Linked DNA regions of Canis lupus: region 1 is linked to region 2. A link is a contact called in public Hi-C data. All regions are on one chromosome and are shown on one strand. The core of a region is the stretch at or near the end of the contact, and the rest is flanking DNA. Distances in the headings are between cores, read along the strand shown. Region 1 overlaps AUH (methylglutaconyl-CoA hydratase, mitochondrial). Region 2 holds the start of AUH (methylglutaconyl-CoA hydratase, mitochondrial).

The links. Hi-C and Micro-C count contacts between places; a contact is called where the count stands out from the background.
Region 1: a contact with region 2 is called in a Hi-C map of blood, with 1.6 times the contacts expected there. The contact joins the enhancer-like site here to the promoter of AUH in region 2. A contact is called at or near these places in 2 of 9 Hi-C or Micro-C datasets (blood and liver).

The regions. Positions count from the first base shown.
Region 1 is chr1:96,308,468-96,315,255 of UU_Cfam_GSD_1.0, reverse strand. The region is part of intron 4 of AUH (methylglutaconyl-CoA hydratase, mitochondrial); the gene reads right to left. Among named protein-coding and RNA genes, the nearest start is that of AUH, 52 kb to the right of the region's middle. Within about 2 kb of position 2,030, at least 8 of the 20 cell types and tissues checked have an H3K27ac peak or open chromatin away from gene starts, as enhancers often do. A contact at or near this core is called in blood, where this site is marked.
Region 2 is chr1:96,257,070-96,264,150 of UU_Cfam_GSD_1.0, reverse strand. It overlaps AUH (methylglutaconyl-CoA hydratase, mitochondrial), which reads right to left and starts at 4,047. Exons shown (of 11, transcript XR_005354315.1): 1 at 3,755-4,047.

The sequences.
Region 1 (6,788 bases), core at 781-3,280, 53 kb before region 2:
TCTCCGTATTTAAGCATCTGGTTTTCTGTTTATTTGTTTTTTAGATTGTACACGTAAGAGAAATTATATGGTATTTGTCTTTCTCTGATTTATTTCACTTAGCATGATACCTTCTAACTCTATACATGTTGTTGCAAATGGGAAGATCTCATTCTTTTCTATAGCTGAGTATTCCACTGTGAGAGTGTGTGTGTGTGTGTGTGTGTGTGTACATGTATACCACATCTTCTTCATCCATCCATCCATCAATGGACAGTTAAGTTGTTTCCAAATCTTGACTATTATAAATAACATTGCAATAAACAGGGTTATTTTAAAACAGACATCTTTTCAAGTGTCTTTTAGTGTTTTCGTTTTCTTTGGGTAAATACCCAGTATTTACTGGATCGTATGGTAGTTCTATTTTCAATTTTTTGAGGAATCTCCATACTATTTCCCATAATGGCTGCACTAATTTCTATCCTCACCAATTGTACACAAGGGTTTCTTTTTTACCACATCTTCATCAAAACTTACTACTTCTTGTCTTTGATACTAGCCATTCTGATAGATAAAAATTGTTATCTCATTGTGGTTTTGATTTGCATTTCCCAGGTGATAAGTGATATGGAGCATCTTTTCACTTATCTGTTGGCCATCTGCATGTCTTCTTTGGAAAAATGTCTATTTAGGTCTTTTGCCCATTTTCTAATCAGATTGGTTTTTTGGTGTTGAGTTGTAGTTCTTTATACATTTTGGGTATTAACTCCGTATCAGATATATCATTTGCAAACATCTTTTCCCATTCACCAGGTTACCTTTTTGTTTTGTCAATGGTTTCCTTTGCTGTGCAAAACTTTTTTGTTTTGTTGTAGTATCAACAGTTTAATTTTGCTTGTTTCCCTTGCCTGAGGAGACATGTCCATAAATATGTTGCTCAAAGCAACAGGGAGGGAAGAATTTAAAACTGGAAATATACCAATTCTGTCACTTCTCATAGTAAGAAGTCAACAGAACTTTCCAAAGGAAAGGATCAAGTATACTATATAAAGTTGTAATAAAAACAGCAGCTGAGGGGCACCTGGGTGGCTCAGTGGGTTAAGCACTCAACTCTAGATTATGGCTCAGGTCATGATCTCAGAGTCAGGAAACAGAGACCCGAGTTGGGGGGTGGGGGGTGGGGCGGTCTGAGCTCAGCAGGGAGTCTACTTGAGATTTTCTGCACCCCCCCACTCTACCCCTCCCCCTGCAGCACACACTATCACTCTCTTCCTCTCTCTAAAATAAATAAATCTTAAAAAAGAAACCCACAAACACAACCAAAAACAACCACCACCACATAGCATATTTAATATTTTTTAAATGTCAAATAACCAAAATCAGAAGGCACAGGAAATCACAACAGGCGTTAACAACCAAACATATCAATACATTTAAAGAAGCTGTACTCATCTAGTAACAGAAAGACTCCAAGTGGATCATATGGCAAAACCCAATTACAAGTAGAACATTAGAGAAACATCTACAAAAAGAGAGAAAATAAAGTTCTAAAAATTCGAAGTATGGTGTATCTCAGAGTCAAATACAAAGGAAATATCTCATAATCTTAATATGTAATGAGCAACATTTGAGTAAAAGCATTAAATGGGCAAAGGAGAAGCACTTGGTTAGGCTTAACAAAGGAAAAGTGCAGAATGAAGATCTAGAAAGAATAAAATTCATACAGAATAACACTGCAGCAGCATCCACAAGGCAAATACCCAATAAACAACAAATTGAACACAGCACAAATGTGACAGCCACTCTCTGGCCATTATACAATAATTAAACTTAGAAAATTACAACAAAACACTAGCTAATTGGGGACAGACAAATAGGGATGGCCTGAAGGCACAGTTTCTTCCCTATTTGAGTAGCAGAAAGAGGGGGTTCCATATGTGAGGATCAACTCAGGGGAAGTGCAGGCTCCAGCCACCTGCCTCCAGAGGCAGTTTCCAACAAGGCCACTTCCCCGACTGGGAAGTGTCCATGGCTGTACAGATGTTCTCTTCCTCTCTGAAATGCTCAATACATACAGCATGACAGAATGGGTCCCACGTTCCTAGAACTACCGACCCTAAATTTCCTCTACCCCAACAAACTATCTACTTAAATGGGTAATATAAAAAATAATAAACGAGCTTCTCCTTAGCTCAGTTATGCCCTCCTTCTTTCTCAAACACAGGTTCTCCTCCACGCCTACAAGAAAAGTGCCCTGTGGGTTACGTAATGTTGGCACCGGGCCATCTGCCACAGGATGCAGCCGGTGCCACCCCAGTGTAGCTGTGACACGGAAGCTGGCCTGACGTGGGAGAGCCAAATGAGCAAATCTCCTCATCAACCTTCAACGTAGCTAATATCAGGAACTAAGAGAATATTTTGCCCGTCTCTACACTTTATTTTTTAATTTATTCCAAACCTTAGACCGAAGGAGGATTTCTATTTATTAAGGCTCCCTCAGATACTATATGATATGTATGTTTTTTGCACTGTTGTCTGTCATAGTAAAAAACTAAAAACTACCTAAATGTCCATCAATGAAGGAAGAATTACATATATTATGGTATGTGTATAACAAATAATACAACAAAACAATTTTTTTTTTCTAAAATGCAGTGGTAAAAAATCCCACTCTGGAGAAAACTAGACTCCAGACTATTCCCAGAAATAATTTTTCAAATACAATGTCTATCACACAGCCAAAGGATAACCAAGAAAACAAGATATATTAAGAACCAGTAGGAAGAAACATTAAGAAAACATCCATACAAAACTGAGATCCATAACCTTCATGTGCTGACTTTCAAATAAAGACATGAAGCCAAGCATGAAACTGTGAACAATAAAAAGTGACACAACTGATTTTTAAAAGAACCAAAAAGTATTTTAAAATGAAATAAAAAACTCAATGTTTGTAACAAATTAGGGGCAGCTTATGAGAAAATCAGTGAAGCTATAAACTATTCAGAGAGAGATAAGAAGGGACAAACATGGAAACGATGAAGAGGAGACACAGACACACAGTATGGTTGGTTGGATATGAGCCAAAGTGGCAGAAAATAGGTGAAACAAGTATCCCTCGTCCTGGGTTTAAGAGAAAGCAGCAAATGTAACTTGAAGAAAAAAAAAATTAATGAAAATCAGGATGGAAGTTAATAGAACAGACTCAAGAGAGGGAATTACCAAAACCCAAACCAGATTCCTGAAACGTAAACTAGAAGTGGTGAAGCTATGGAAAGGCAGATGGTAGAGGAAAAGAGGACGACGGCAATAGGCTGTATCAGGAGCAAGGGGACAACCCGTTGCCTTGTCAGAGACACTAAGACAATGTTATCAATGACTTCACACTAATCCATTTGAAAATCTGTATGAAATTGGATAAATTCCTAGAAAAGTATTAATTTCCAGAAATAAAATTTAAAAAGACAGCTTGTTTATGTGGTTATTTTCATCTCTATATTTGTACATAATATAAATCAATGTATGGATATAAATACATATTCATGTAAAAGCCAAGAAAAGGCCTAAAAATATTAAAATCATTGAATATTAAAATATTAAATCAGGGCACCAGCAATAATTACTTAGTGGACAGAAAGGAAGTGGGGAAAAGTTGCTAAAAGTTCTAATTTTTTACATTAAACACACATTCAGATGTTCCTTATGGAATTAAAAGCTAACAAACATCAAAAGCCAACAAAGAACAGAAGTGATTTCCCCTTTTGATCTTGTCAAATTCTAAACTATTCCAGGGTAATATCTTAAAGTAAGTGATAAGAGCTTGGTTGATAAGCCCATTTCTTTGGCTATATTTAGCAAAACAGTGTAATTTCCACACAACCATCCAAAATCATAATGTGATTAATACCCAGTGGAAGTCAGCAAAGGCAATAAAATTCCAAAAAGGGAAGGAGAGAGATCCTAAGTTGCAAAGCGAAGTGTAGGTCTATTAGAAACTATGGTTCAGTAGGTGGGGGATGTTAACACTTCTAAGGGAAAATGACTGACTACTAGATATTTGTGTCAGCTTTCTGTCATTCCTGACAAAAGGACAAAGAAAACAGAAATCGGGATCTGGAAGTTACACACAGAAAACTAGTAACTACAGTTAGTGAGAGTTTTTAATCAGTCAATCTTTCATATACTGTAATTGAGCACTTCCAATTTCTAGTTATTACATCAAATTAAAGGGAAAAATGTAATAATACATGCTGGAATGCATCCAATTCAACAAAATTAACTATTTATTTAAAAAAATCTCCTTGACCTTCAAACAAACAAAAAAACGCAGTGAACATAAACATTTTGGGTCAATCTGGCAGACTGACAAACAATTCTACCAACTTCAAAAATGTTCTTTACTAAACAATTCTTAATACATCTAAAATCAGAGGATAGCAAAGAGAATGTAACAAGTACACAACCTTTCAAATTGTAATGTGACAGCAGTCACTGGCACTAATTAAGTATTTTTACAATAAGCTTTATTTCAGATAAAGTAAAACACAAATGAAGTATCTGAAAAATCTCTGAATAGTAATAACAATGATAAACTACCAAACTCTAAAAAAAATAAAATAAACCACAATTCATAGCAGCTCACCACATTTTGGTAACTGATAAATTTAAGTTTTCTGCAGTAAAATAAACATCTTTTGGCAACTTCTTTGGGAAAAATGAGAAGCTGAGCCGATGTCTGATTTTTTGTGAATAAGTATCAGATGTCTCTAAATCAAATGGAAAGCTTAAAAGGGATATATCTGGCATTTATGCAAACCCTTTTACACTCATCACTCAAGAACCTCTAAATATTAAAATGGGATGCTAGAGAGTTTTATGTGGACTCATACCTTCACAAAGCATAGGCCTTACTATAGTGTGTTAGGTAATTAAAAAGAACATGATTAAATATACGAAGTGACAAATACAACACTTTTTAACTTTTAGTAAAATGTCATCATACCTTATTTATATTTAAAAGCTCTATATCTTACTTCAGAGATTATTATTAAGCTATGGTAAATCAGACTTCATGCTTCAAAGGAAGATAGCTACAAATTTTTGACAAAAAACTTTCTAAATACTCTCACCTATAGTTATTTATAAGAAACCAAATCATGGGTTGTTTTTATACACAAACAGGGTAAGTTACAGATAATTAGTTGTTTCTATATCGACCTACACCAGAATGCCCCACAGTCAGACTAAGGGGCCTTCCAAAATCTTCCAAAGAATGGAGCTTTTCCATCATGGCCAGCCCCGGGCGCAGGTGCCCACAGCCCCAAAGCCCATCTCCAGGAGGGTACCTGTCAAAGGCACCAGTGACAAGTGTACTACCAAATTTAGCCATCCATTCTTTCCATGCACCCTCCTGGACATGGCAGCAGCGTGTGACCGAGGCCTCCCACACAAAAGACTTTCTTCACTTGGCTCTCAGAGTACTGTTTCCTTTCTGTGTCTCTACCCTGGCACATCTTTCTGAGTCTCCTTTCTGGTTCTTTTTTCATTCCAGTCTTGCAACAATAAAATGCTTCATCTGGAGGGCAGCCTAGGTGGCTCAGCGGTTTAGCACCTGCCTTCAGCCCGGGGTGTGATCCTGGAGTCCTGGGATCGAGTCCCACGTCAGGCTCCCTGCATGGAGCCTGCTTCTCCCTTTACCTGTGTCTCTGCCTCTCTTTCTCTCTGTGTCTCTCGTGAATAAAATCTTTAAAAAAAAAAAAAAAATGCTTCAGCTGGAAATGCCTGGTATTTTAAAGGATTACTACGGATTATCATTTTCAAAAAAATCATCCACATCAAACTAGATTCCACAACTGAAAATTCTGGTGAAAACCTACTTTAACTATTTTTTTTATCATTAGATGACAATTCTTTGAGACGGAAGTCGACTTGAGCCCACAAAGAGAGAATTCTAAAAGGTTTTCCTAGCTCTTCATGAAATACCACCTGATGAGGCAAGACTGGCCATCAGGAGGGAAGTAACACTTCTGCTCCCATTTTCCATATCATAACTCTGCACAGTGAGGATCCCAAGAGTGGCATGCTATCGTCACCAGTGAAAACAGGAAGGACAGTGTATAGCATGCACCTGGAGGGGGGCGGGTAAGTTAAAAATCAGCAGCTTTAGCAGATCCAGATAATTTCATATCTGTGCATCTGTGATGCCTTGCTCAGGCCTAAGATTTCAAAATAACCCATTACTGCTTTCAACCTAGGCATCCGAGACCTGAAAGGGGGAGAGAACTTGAAACAATGATTAACCTTCTGGGTATCCAGGAATTCACTATTTCTTTAGAACAGAACATCTCAAAAATAGACTTTTTTCTTTGAAAAGAGCAAAAGAACTAAATTTTGTTCTGGAACTTTGGAGTTACTTTTTTTTTAATATTTTATTTATTTATTTATGAAAGACAGAGAGAGGCAGAGACATAGGCAGAGGGAGGAGCAGGCTCCATGCAGGAAGCCCAAGTGGGACTCGATCCCGGGACTCCAGGATTACAGCCCAGAACAAAGGCAGACACTCAACCACTGAGCCACCAGGCATCCCTGGAGTTACTTTTTAAGAAGAGCCTTTCTAGGAAGCTAGAATAGTAAAGTATGGAATTTAGTGACTCGGATAAAATACAGAACTTTCTAATCTCTATTTTAATAACACAGAATAGCTTTCAAATGAGTGCAGTACCTCTAAGTTCCTTATAGACTCTTTCAATAAAGATAAGAAGAACATGGTAGTCACCATGGCCAAGAAAAGGTCCATGGCCCTTGAGACC
Region 2 (7,081 bases), core at 2,798-5,297:
TGTACAAAAATTGGAGCTTTCAAACCTCGCTGGTGGGAATGTAAAATGCTGCAGCCACTTTGGAAAAGTTTGGTAGTTCCTCAAAATGTTAATACTCATAGAATTATCATGTGACCCAGCAATTCCACTAAATGGAGGTGAAAAGAAATGTCCACAAAAATTTACATGAATGCTCTAAATAACAATATTCACAATATTCAAAAAATAGAAACAACCTTAAATGTGTATGAATGATGAATAAACGAAATGTGGCCTGATCTATTCAAACAATGGAAATGTTATCCAACCATAAAAAATGAAGTACTGACACTCACTACAGCACCGATGAATCGTGTAAACATAATGCTGAGTGAAAAAAGCCACAGAAGACTATATATACTACTTCTCAGATGAAGTGTCCAACATAGACAAAGCTATTGAGACAGAAAAAACAGATAAATGGGTCCTATTTTAGGGGGAGGACTGCATGAGAATAGGGAGTCACAGCTAAAGAAAACGGTTTCTTTTTGGATGAAAGACATTCCAAAGTTGGAGTTGGTGGCACAACTCTCTATATATACTAAAATCAATTATACATTTTGAATTTTATGGTATGTGAATTCTACATCAATAAAGATTTAATAAATAAATAAATAAATAAAGATTAAAAAATATATACATCTTGCAGCACCTGGGTGGCTCAGCTGCTTAAGAGTCTGACTTCAGCTCAGGTTATGATCCCAGGGTCCTCCAATGGGACTCTGCTTGTCCGGCTCCCTTCCCCTCTCCCCTGCCCGTACTCTCTAGTACACGCTCTCTCCCTCTCTCTGTTCCATATAAGTAAATAAAATATTAAACATATATATATATACACATCTTAATATATTTGTATAAATATAATTCCCATGCCATAAAATTATGAAAATACACTTTTAAAAATAAACTAATAAATAAATGAAAATTAAAACATAAGCAAAATATATCAAAGAAATCAATCTGCTGAAAACGAAAAGCAAGTAGATGTAGGAAGACCAGCTGGCAGACCCAGGGAAAGTGCCCTTGGGAGACGATGCTGGCTTGGACAAGAGCGGTGTTGGTAAAGAAGAATGCAGAGAAACTGGAAAGACGTCAGAGACACTCAGGAAGTCTTGATAACCTGGATGTGAACAGTAAGCAAGCAGCAGATGTCAAGAAAGACTTGCATGATGCACTTGATTATTTGCTCTATTTCTGCCACCAATATTTCCAACATGGTTCTCAAAGATAAGCTTTGAAATGGGTCACAATTATGAGTAGAAGCTTGGCAGACTGGGAGAAGTTTGATAAGGGGAAGAGAGAAGTCATTCTTTTGTATGCAGTCTGGGAACCTCATGCAAAAGCACAAATAAAAGGGAGCAAAGGCAAAGCTTAGGCTCCAGGAGCAGGGGAGACTGGGGACTCTGCCTGCAGGCATCTGGGAGCCACTAGAAGTTTCTAACGGAGCAGTCATTCTTGACCCTGAAAAGAGGTAACCCCAGGATAAGTATGAGCAATAAACTGGGAAGGAGAATGACTAGTGAGCAGCCAACGTATAAAGGACAGACCTTGAGGAACCAGGGCAAGGACTGCTGCTCTGAAACCCCGAGTAGGTCAGACAACAAAGCAAAAAATAACTGCTAGGGAAACCTGGTCATACAAACTGCCCGTCCTCAACAAATTGCAGATATGGAACCCAGACAACAGATGAGTGCTGGTGCATTCTGCACTGAAGCACCTTCATCAGCCTACAGAGGCCTAGAGGGTGAAGAGCAGTTTGGGGCTCCTCAGACCTCACCTCTGGGAGAACTCTCATTCTCTTATTCCTTGCAGGCTGCTGAGTCCCTCAAATTTTGTACTGGTCTCTATGAGAAGCAAAGGCATTGGGACACTCCTTTACCTGCAGATTCCTTGACCTCACTCATGTTTTTCTTTGCACTGCTTACTGCTGGTTTGCTAGTAAAGCAAAGCATGTATAATGTTAGCCAAGCCTGAGCTGTCATTCAAAGGAAGCTGGGTCAACTTTCTTAAGAAACTATAACTTCCCAACAGCAGATTTTTATGTTTCAGGTAACTGCAAACATCTGAACTTATGCACTTGTCTTGTATGCTTTGATTTCTTCTCTTTGATCCATCTGGATCCTAACTTAAGGGCTTTCCAGACATTTTGTGAAATTCTACTCACTATTTGCATTCATTTAAGTCAAAAGGACAAATCAAACAAACAAACAAACAAAATATGGTGCACATTACTCGCTGCACCTGCAATCTCCATGTCTAAGGTACTGTTTGGACATCTAATGTAACCGAAATCCCGGTAAGGCCAAGCTTAACCAAAAAGGCTCTAATCACTCCAGCCCCAAATCTACTTTCCCACTGAATTTCTCAATACTCCGCCTGTCATGCCACACTACAGGCACACATGCCCTGCTGTACTTCCCAAAAACATAACACGTTTGGATTCCATGCCTTTGACCATGCTCGGGTCTCTGTCTGGGATAATAAACAAATGACAGATTAAATAACTCCTCATACTCCACTAGGAGCTAGATACTCAGGGGACAATTTGTATTGACATTCTCATCTAATTTTCACGGCAGCCATACAATGTTGGTGTTATTTTTCCCATTACACACACACCAAAGTTGAGGCACAGAGACAGTTTGCCTAAAAAACCTCACCACTCCCAAATTCTCCTGCCTAGTCAGGATTGCCTGGAAACCTAGTTCATCTGGCCAAACCCTAAATAGACCCTCAGAATCCCCCTGTCAAGTCCTCCAACCTCCCAAATACAACTGATCATAGCCCTTTTGGGGGGTAGTACAGCTCTTCACCCTCACCAAGCCTTTCAAGGTAGCAGAGCCTTTTTTTGCCAGTATCTTCCTCACTCTGTCAGAAGATGCTTTATTAAAGACAGCAATCATGCCTTAACTCATTTGCACTCCTGCTTCACAGATGACAGGTGCTCAGTAACAACCTGTCTGTCCAAATTAAACGACAGGTCCTCTGGCAAACTGCTCTAGCACGTTCCCCCGACCCCAGGGGGCTCGAGAAAGGAACTGGGCTCCACCCCTCACCCCTCCGAGAGGCAGGTCCCTCCCTCCTCCACAGCCCTCCCCCGCCCCGCGGCATTATATTGCTAATGCATCTGTCTCCTCCAGCGCAGGTAGCTCAAGGGCAAGATCCCTATCACCGACCGCTGGGTCCCCGGAGCTTTAGCGCGGCACCCGGAAGACAAAAACGTGCTCAAAAAGGGTCTCAACAAACTGGAATTCAGTCACCCAAACTAACTTTAACTTTCTACAATAAACAAGGAAGGGGGCCGGGGGGGGGAGGGAGAGAAACTGTTGCGGCTGCACGGCTTTACGTGGGAGATTGTTCAGAACGAGGTGCATTCTCACTGCAGCTTCTGAAACTCCACCCCCGGGGGACCCCGATATCTGAGTGCACAGAAAGCAATTACACAGCAAGCACAAAACCTGCAAGCAAATATCACACACCCGGTTTATTGACCTTGGCTCGTCTAGAGATGAGGGCGTAAGCTGCATGTCTGTCTTCGGCGCTGAGTGGGGCCGCTTTTACAGGTAGGCCGCTCCGGAGTACACCTTTAGGCACTCACAGCACCTCAAGGGTGCAAGGCTGGGGTGGGGGAGGAGAGGGGTCTCGACCCGGGCCGCTCAGCGGACGCTGACGTCAGCCGGGACACTTGACCTTGCGACCCCTTCCCAGGACCCGCGGCTGCCGGCGCCGCGCCCCTCACCTCGGTTCTCCTCCTCCAGGTACCGCACCCGCAACTCGTCCTCCGTCTTCACCTCGGAGCTGTAGCCCCTCCGCGGGGCCGAGCCTCCTCCGGCCGCGGGCGTCCAGCCCCGGGCCCAGACCGCCGGAGCGACGCGCGGGCCAGTCACGGAGCCAGGCAGCCTCCACCCGGGGCCAAGCCGCGCACAGCAAGCGGCCACCAAGCGAGCGCGGCCGGCCTGCAAGGTGCCCAAGGCCCCAGGCGCCGCCGCCGCCGCTGCCGCCATCTTGTCTGTTTACGGCGTGGGCCTGCGGCTGCGGCCCCGCCCCCGCCGCGCGCACGCCGCCGCGCACCCGCCGCCGGGCACGCCCCGCCCCGCCCCCCGGGGCCTCCCCCTGGCGCAGGGCCACGCCCCTCGCGGCCTCGCCCCGCCCCCAGGGCGTCTCTCTGGCGCCGGGCCCCGCCCACCGCCTCGCCCCGCCTCCCCGAGCCTCTCGGGGGCGCCAGGCCACGCCCCTCGCGGCCTCGCCCCGCCCCCAGGCGTCTCTCTGGCTCCGGGCCCCGCCCACCGCCTCGCCCCGCCCCCCGGAGCCTCTCGGGGGCGCCAGGCCACGCCCCTCGCGGCCACGCCCCGCCCAGGCCCGGGGACGCCTGGCTCCAGGGGCCGCTAACCCGGGTCTCCCCTCCCTGGCGCGCGAGTTGCAGGCTTGTCCCGCAGAGGCAGGGTGAAGGCGCTTTCCCAGGCTGTGGAATGGTTTAGGGAAGCATGTCCTATAGAACTCCCCTCTCTCCCAGGGATACGCTCTGGGGTCCTAAGTTAGCTGCAAAGGTGAGCTGAGATGCTCCGTCTCAGGCTTGGCTGGCTGGGTAGCAGCTCTGCGTGGGCCTCTGCTTTATCCATGCATGCAAGAGCCACAGGTTAGCAGGTAACGTGCCTGTGAACATGCGCACTGCTTGCTGTGCGGAGTTCAGGACGCGGGTGAGAACAGCCAACGCAGCCGGCGACCTCAGCCCACCACTCAAGCAGGTGCAATAGAGTCCTGCTAAGCCACCCTCTGGTCTTGGCAAAAATGGGCTCTGCAAAACCATATGCTGAGGCGGCACTGACAGCGTGTGGCTCTCACCTCCGCCGCAAACGCAGAGGATCAATTTAGTGCATAGGGTTTCATCAAAGCAGTTTGAAATTTTCTCCCATCTGGTTTTTATCACATCTCAGCCCGACCAAAGGTGTGCTTAGGAATTCTGTTGGAAAAGTATCCTGCTGTGAGCATACTCCCACTGCCATGCAAATTTCTGCTGTACATCCACATTTTTGGATCCTAAGCAAAACTTTCCTCAATATTACACCCGCACCTCTGTCCAAAGTGGAAAGAAAAAGCCAGATGGGTTTCGTGAGCGCGTCTGCTGTGGGAATGTTTCTGAGGGCACTTTTATTCTACCTTCTGTAGAGAGCCACTTGTGCAATTTCTCTTGAAGTTTAGGAGATGGAAAAACTTGGCTTCCTTTTGTATCGTTTCCCTTTTTCTGACACTCATGTTCACTTTGATGCTAGGAAAGTCAAGAATTCTGTTTATAGCTCACCTGTTACAATTATTGCAACTAATTATTGTTCACTTTATTAATTGCTAATTATTTTGCTCTGTTTACATTGGCTCATCAACGGGTTATAAATTCAAACACAGGAGTTCCAGAACACCTGACACAGTGCTATTTAAAGTAATAAAACCTCATACAAACTTTCAGTTGTAAAATCAATAAATCGCGAAAAGTACAGCATGAGAAGGATAGTCAACAATATTGTAGTGACATTGTATAGCTACAGATGGTAACTACACTTATTGTGGTGAGCTTTTGTGATTCATGTAATTGCTGAATAACTACGTTTTACACCTGAAATGAATATAACATTTTTAAAAGACAGATAAAAAATGTTTTTGAGTGCTGTGACTCTTAAGATATTATTAAAGAAAGAAGCAAGTGGATAAGAAATGCTATTTGGTTGCTTTAAAAAGCTATGTAACCTATCTTTTACCACAATAATTGAATCCAATTATAGTGATAATCTAAAAGATCTTTATTGTAGAGCCAGGAATGTTATACACTGAAATGGCCACAACCACATAGCATAAGGAATATAGCCAATGCTACTGCAATAGGTTTGTATGGCGATGTATAATAGCTACACTTGTGGTGGGCAGGGCATAAGGTATAGAGGAGGTAACTCATGATGTTGCACACCTGAAACTAATGTAACATTGTGTGTCATCTATACTCAAAAAAATTTTTATATAAAAAATAAAATGGACACAATTTATTTTTTTAAATGGACACAATTTCAATTTGAAAATACATTCAACTGTTTATGAAAATTTCTAAATTGCCTATGGTACACATATACTAAGTTTTTAATAGGGTCAGAAAAGAGATGTTCAGAAATATGTTCAGGAACCATCAAAAAACAAAAAATGTCAGAAAAATACAAATGACCTGTAAAGTGACAAAGTTTCACATTTTAACAAAATGAAAAAGGTAAACGAAAAGTAATACAGCCTCAGAAAATACTTGCGATTGATTAGGAAAACTGCAGAAAAAAAAAATCCTAGATTGTTAGAAATCTGATTAAGACGGACAGCGCGTGGTTTTGATGGGATGGAGCCTGACTGGAAAATACAACATAGAGACACTTGCTCCTTCCTTAGTAATTTTAACTCCGATCCTTATTAAAAGCAGCCATGAGGGTATCCCAGTCTGTGAAATTGATTCTTAAAAGTTAATGCAGATAGCAAATATGACCATGACCGTTACAACATGTCAGATCAGACAGACTTGGCCTTGGAGCCCAGCTTGATAATTGCTTTACTTTGATCCATGAGCTATGTAAATACTCCCTGTTTCCATTTCTCCATTGGCAAGAGAGCTAGTACGATATCTATTTCACTTCACGAGTTCTTTAACCTCAATTTCTTCTTCTACAAAATGGCAGGGATTGTGCCCATGGTATAGGGTTGATGAAATAAGCAGGTAACACACTTGGCGCCAGGAAATGAGAACAGAATAGATGATACTAGCCACAATTTACCAACTTCCTTCTCAGTCCATTCCAGACATTTGAATAAGTTGCTTTACATCCTGTCCAGACAACTTTTTTTTTTAAAGTTTTATTTATTTATGATAGTCACAGAGAGAGAGAGAGAGGCAGAGACATAGGCAGAGGGAGAAGCAGGCTCCATGCACCGGGAGCCCGACGTGGGATTCGATCCCGGGTCTCCAGGATCGCGCCCTGGGCCAAAGGCAGGCGCCAAACCGCTGTGCCGCCACCCAGGGATCCCCTGTCCAGACAACTTTGAA